2 separate regions of the Mus musculus genome follow, and region 1 is linked to region 2. The links are chromatin contacts, called in public promoter capture Hi-C maps. All regions are on one chromosome and are shown on one strand. The core of a region is the stretch at or near the end of the contact, and the rest is flanking DNA. Distances in the headings are between cores, read along the strand shown.

Evidence for each region. Promoter capture Hi-C pulls out the DNA fragments that hold promoters and counts their contacts.
Region 1: a contact with region 2 is called in a promoter capture Hi-C map of liver, with 2.3 times the contacts expected there. The contact joins the promoter of Nxn here to the enhancer-like site in region 2. A contact is called at or near these places in 2 of 39 promoter capture datasets (both in liver), 1 of 484 Hi-C or Micro-C datasets (CD4 T cells), 12 of 115 datasets of contacts at active chromatin or transcription factors (the SCID.adh cell line, bone marrow-derived macrophages, craniofacial prominence and 7 more) and 4 of 9 other capture datasets (adipose tissue, embryonic stem cells, liver and 1 more).

Annotation. Positions count from the first base shown.
Region 1 is chr11:76,397,794-76,400,570 of GRCm38.p6, forward strand. Nxn (nucleoredoxin) reads right to left here and starts at 1,348. Exons shown (of 8, transcript NM_008750.5): 1 at 908-1,348. The coding sequence starts at 1,267.
Region 2 is chr11:75,810,754-75,813,453 of GRCm38.p6, forward strand. The region is part of intron 1 of Gm12339 (predicted gene 12339); the gene reads left to right. Among named protein-coding and RNA genes, the nearest start is that of Doc2b, 16 kb to the left of the region's middle. Within about 2 kb of position 1,343, at least 112 of the 459 cell types and tissues checked have an H3K27ac peak or open chromatin away from gene starts, as enhancers often do. A contact at or near this core is called in adipose tissue, liver and pancreatic cancer cells, where this site is marked.

The DNA of each region.
Region 1 (2,777 bases), core at 98-2,597, 590 kb after region 2:
AAACTAAGATGCTCCTCAGAAAACGAAAGAGCCAGAGTCATACGTTGCATTCGCCACGCGAATTAAGCAAGGGCACGTCAAAACTTTTCCTGTTAGCACTCATTGCAAAATGTCTTGAATTGGTTTTATTGAAACAGACGTCTTCACCCAACAGATACGCTCAGAAACCCGAACTTAATTTCATCAGCAAACTGATGGGCCGTTTGCTGTCATTCATCTGCACCGATGGGATCAGTTCCGCACCGAATTCGAAGTGTGCCAAGTCAGCCCACCACCAAACTATGGCACGTACAAGGATCGCGGGCTGTTCTGGGCCTGGGAAGATTGCTGGACAGCCAGACAATGAAAAGCTCCCCGGTGGCCACTAACTCAGCCCAGGGGGCGGGGCGGGGGCAAGGGAAGAAAGGGGGAGAGGAGTGAACTCCCCTCTCTCCTAAAGCCCCGATCAGCAGCCGCCTCCGGGTCCCTGGCCACAGAGGAGGGGGTCCCAGGAAGGCAAGATTTCTCTAGGAAAGAAAGGAAACTTCCTGGTGCAGGCATTATGGGAAGGGGGCTCGTGCCCTCCCCACCCCCCACACCACAGGTATCTGCGAGGAGTCAAGTGGCTAGAGGAGGAAGATAAGGGTTGTAGAGTGGGGAGGGCAGAGAGCGGCCACTCCTACGCGATTCCCATCGCGTGGACCAGAGGGGTGTCAAACTTCCCAGCGTGGGCTCAGCTGGGTACTGGCACCCAGGAGTTGCCGCGAGCGCCTCAACACGACAGGATCCTGGATGGGGCAAGAGGAGGGAGCGGGCCAAGATAGAGATGGCAGGCCTATGGACAGCCGGTGAGGGCGGCGAGCAGCTGGCTCCCAGAACGTGGACCGCGCCTGCAGGCCGGGGGCGCCGCGGGGCCCGCGCTACTCACCTTCCGGTGCTTCTCCTTGTAGGGCAGCGCCAGCCATGGCATGTCCCGCACGAAGTCCTGCCACTGCCGCTGGTCTTGGTCCGAAGACACGAAGACGATCTCCAGGCGGTGCCGGGGCTCTGGCTCCGCGGCTGCGCCGGCCCCCGCCCCGGCCCCCGGCCCGGCCGCCGCGTCCCCTCGCAGGCGACCGTAGAAGGCGGCCAGGCTGGCGCTGAGCTGCGCGCAGGGGGCGCTCAGGCTGCACCCGAAGTAGAGCCCCAGCAGCGCGATGCCGCGGGCGCCCAGCGAATGCACGTCCACCTCCTCGCCACCGCCCGTCACCAGCTTGTCTCCCAGCAGCTCCTCCAGGAAGCCCGACATCCTGGCCCACCGCAGCCCCGGCACGCGGGCGGGCGGGTGGGCTCGCAACAGCTACCGGCTCGCTGGTCCGCGCGGCGGGCGGAGGCAGCGGCGGCAGCGGAGGCTGAGAGGGGAGCCCCGCCCACCGGGCCGCCCAGCCACTCCCCTCCATAGCCACGCCCCCTCCGTGGCTGGCCCGCGCTGCGCAGGCAGGTCCCTAGCAGCTGGCGTCTTGGCGCGAGCCTCCGGTACGTGGCTAAAGTAAGAAACCTGACCCGAGTTCTACACCAGGACTAGATTGCCTGGACTTAAGGCAGGAGAACGATCCTCCCGGAACTGGCGCTTTCCGAGGCTGCAAAAGGAGCTAAACCGCATCCCTACCCCTTAATTCCTCTCACCTTTCACTTCTAAACCCTCTCCACACTGAAGTTCTGCACCGGTTCTTGCTCTTTTTCCAGCCTCTCCTTCTCCCTTCCCAATACTAACCCTTAAGACATTTTGAACCCCAAAGACCTCATATAAAACTTGTAGGGTTTTAACATCATCACCACCCAATGTCACTATATCAGGCCAGGTCTTGTTCATCAGTCATGTGTGTGTTTTGTGCTTGTTACTATAAGTAGACTGGCGGGCGCCACCTCTCTGTTTCTGATGCCAAGCACAAGAGAGAGAATTCATAAATACTTGTGGGCTGATTACAAGTCACAGTGTGGGATTTCAGTCCACAGGTCGCTGGAACCATTCCCCGATGGGAAATGGCTCTCTTCCATTTCCGTAAATGTATGCAACAGATGGCGCAGCGTTTCCAAATCAGTATTGGCTGCTCTCCTGACTTCATAGCTTATCTCAGGTCTGCTAGTAGTTGAGAGAGAAAAAAAATTTTAACCCCATCTTGAAAGATGCTTTCCAATGCCTAGGAAAGAACCCTGATTAAACAAATGATCTGTGGCAAGTTTCCTAGGCACGAACACAGGACAAAATGTACACTATTACACATACACATGCATACACACATTTTTAAAAAAGAGGACCATTCATGTGTATCAGCTCAGCTACTAACAACAGTGACATTTTAAGAGGAAAACCCAACCACTGGCTATCCTTCATGGCTTTCGAGGTTATTTCTTTCGTATCTGCCGCCATCTAATGGAAGAATGAAAGAGAGAACTCTACCAACACATAAGATGCAAAAGATTAAAGTGAAAGCAGCAGAATGCTTTAATTACACAGGCTTCCTCTACTGTAACACACACACACACACAAACACACACACACAGAGAGCACAAAGTGTATGACACAAGACCATTTAAATTTCAGAATATAACCTCATACTTCTAGTAGAAATGCCCCAAAGTCCTCAGTGTGTTTAAGGTAGAGAGAAAAATTGTTTAAGTTTTCAGGCCTGTAAAATATCATCACATGAACCAATGAAAGTGTTAAAGACAATCTTCACACACTGGTGCCACAAATGGTGGCTCACGCCTTTAATCCCAGCACCCAGGAAGCACATCTTTGTGAGTTTGAGGGCAAC
Region 2 (2,700 bases), core at 93-2,592:
TGCAACCTCAGGCATGGAGTGAGCACACACAGTCTGCCCTAGAGTCCATGGGGGGTAAGCGTAGTGATTGCTGCACATGCCAGGATGAGGGAAACTGAGGCACAGAGACATCTACAGCATCCTGTTCCAGAAAGAGTAGGTTCAAAACCAGGCTGTGTATGGACAGGGATTTTGCCCAGACTGGGCAATGGGTTATCCCAAGCCTGGAACCCAGGAATTCCGGCATCTGGTTCCCAAGGCACGGTTCTGCCCAGGGAGGTTGGGCCAAGCTGACAGGGTTCTGATGAGACCTTGTCACTCGACCCAGATGCAGGTGCAAAAGCATAGGAAAGTGGAGCACATTAGAGACTAAGACAGCCGTTTTCACAAATTGATCCCCTTTTCCCTGAAATGAGATTGGCTTTATATATAGTTATGGTTTTATATTCTTCTCTCCCCACCTGTTTTTAGACAAGGTCTTTACTATGCATCCCAGGCTGACTTTGAACTCAAGGTTTTCCTGCCTGACTTCTCAAATCATGAGATTATAGGTCTGTTTCACCACACCTGGTAGGTATTTTTATATTCTTAGTTGGCAAGTTAACTTTTTTTTTAAATTACATTTCTTTCTTTTTTTTTTAAAGATTTATTTATTATTATACATAAGTACACTGTAGCTGTCTTCAGGTGCACCAGAAGAGGGCGTCTTATCTCATTACAGATGGCTGTGAGCCACCATGTGGTCGCTGGGATTTGAACTCAGGACCTCTGGAAAAGCAGTCGGTGCTCTTAACCACTGAGCCATCTCTCCAGCCCGCAAGTTAACTTTTAAAAGTCAGTTTGTTATGTGTGCACAGCATACTTGGGAACATGTGAAAGTCAGAGGACAACTTTTAGGAATCTATTCTCTATTACAACCATGTGAGTTTTGGGTTCTGGGGAATCAATTGAGGTCTTTGGGCTTGGTGGCAAGAGTCTTTACCCACTGTGCCATCTCACCAGCTGTTAGTTGACAAGGTAAAGTGTGAGCAATCCAGCCCTGGGACTCAGTATGGCTAGGACCTCCCCTCTGCAATCCAGCCCTGGGACTCAGTATGGCTGGGACCTCACCTCTGCAATCCAGCTCTCCCTGGGAGACTCAGTATGGCTGGGACCTCACCTCTGCAATCCAGCTCTCCCTGGGAGACTCAGTATGGCTGGGACTTCATTTGCCTCTGTAATCCAGCCCTGAATTTGCCCACACAACACAGCTGAGGGAGACTTCCTTGGAGGTTTGAAGTCTTCATGCTATTGGCTCTGACTGGATTGAGTCAACAACAAAAGTGAGCAAAGCTCTTTTTCTTATCTAGCAGTCAACTTCAAGGCCGCTCCAGCCCCGGGAAGCCAGCCAATTGCTGGGAATGAAGGAATCAAGGCCTGTAAGCAGTCAGAGCTAGCTTCAGAAGGAGCTCGGTGCAGCCTGCAGCATGTGGCCTTGCTGCAAGCACAGAGGGCAGTGGCCTGGCCAGGCCTGATTATTTCTGATCCACCAGTGTCCTGGCCTCCCCAGGGGTCTTGGCTTCTGAAGAGCAGCGAAGCCCTCTGCTCCTGGCCTCTGGTGCTTCCATTTAGGAGCTTGCTGAGACTCCACCTCCCTGGGGCTTGTGTGTGTGTGTGTGTGTGTGTGTGTGTGTGTGTACAGAGGCCTCCTTCCTTCCAAAGCACCTTGGAAAAGAACTCAAAATTTACAAGACACATATTCACTGGAAAAATAGTGTTCCTTGTTCATCCTTGAAAGCTTCCTAAGAAGGCCTGGGGTGCAGCTCAGGGCTGAGTGCATACAAGACCTTGGGCACAATCTCAGCACAAAAAGAAAGAGGTGTTCTTCAATAAAACAACCTAAAAAGCAACCAGAGGAGCTGGTGAGATGGCTCAGCAGAGAAAGAGTATTGCTGCCAAACCTGATCTCCAAATCCCATGTGGTAGAAGGAGCCAACAGACTCCGGCAACTTGTTCTCTGTCTGTCATAGTGGTATCTCTCTCTCTTTCTCTCACTCTGTCTCTGTCTGTCTGTCTGTCTGTCTGTCTGTCTCTCTCTCTCTCTCTCTCTCTCACACACACACACACACACACACACACAAAATACAAATATATATAAATAGTTTTAAAAAGGGAATCATAAAACCAAACAAAATCCAGATGGGTGAGGGAAATAATAACTTCCAATTATTTGAAAGCCTTAGAGATTAGAGAAACCGCTTAGGTGCATAGCAGCTGGGGAGAGGCAGGGGGTCAGGCTGAGTCCCCCAGAATGAATGCTTTGTATGACTCTGAGCTGTCCTTCTGAGACAGGCCTGGTGTCCTAAGTGTTCTCAGGGTCCTGCATTCAATTCCTATTCCCGCTGCAGTGCCCGGCACCTCCAGCTGTGGTGCACTGGGCCCCAACAGTTGTTCTGTGCCCTCTGCTTATGGGAGCAGGCACAGATGGAGAGGGTGTCGAGGCTGGGCAGCCCAACAGCTGCCATTCCTGTGCACCACCCTGAGTGTGTGTCATGGGTTACTTCACGTCGCCCTCACTATTGTTATTTCTGGAAAGCTGAGCTCTGAGAGGTTAAGTTACTTGTCTGACGTTGAGTCATTCTCGGAGCTGGGGAAAAGAGCCATGTGTGAGCTGTCCTGACTGGGGCCATGGCTTCCGCCCGTGACCTGCAGTCTCATCACTTAGCCGGTAGCCTGGGACTC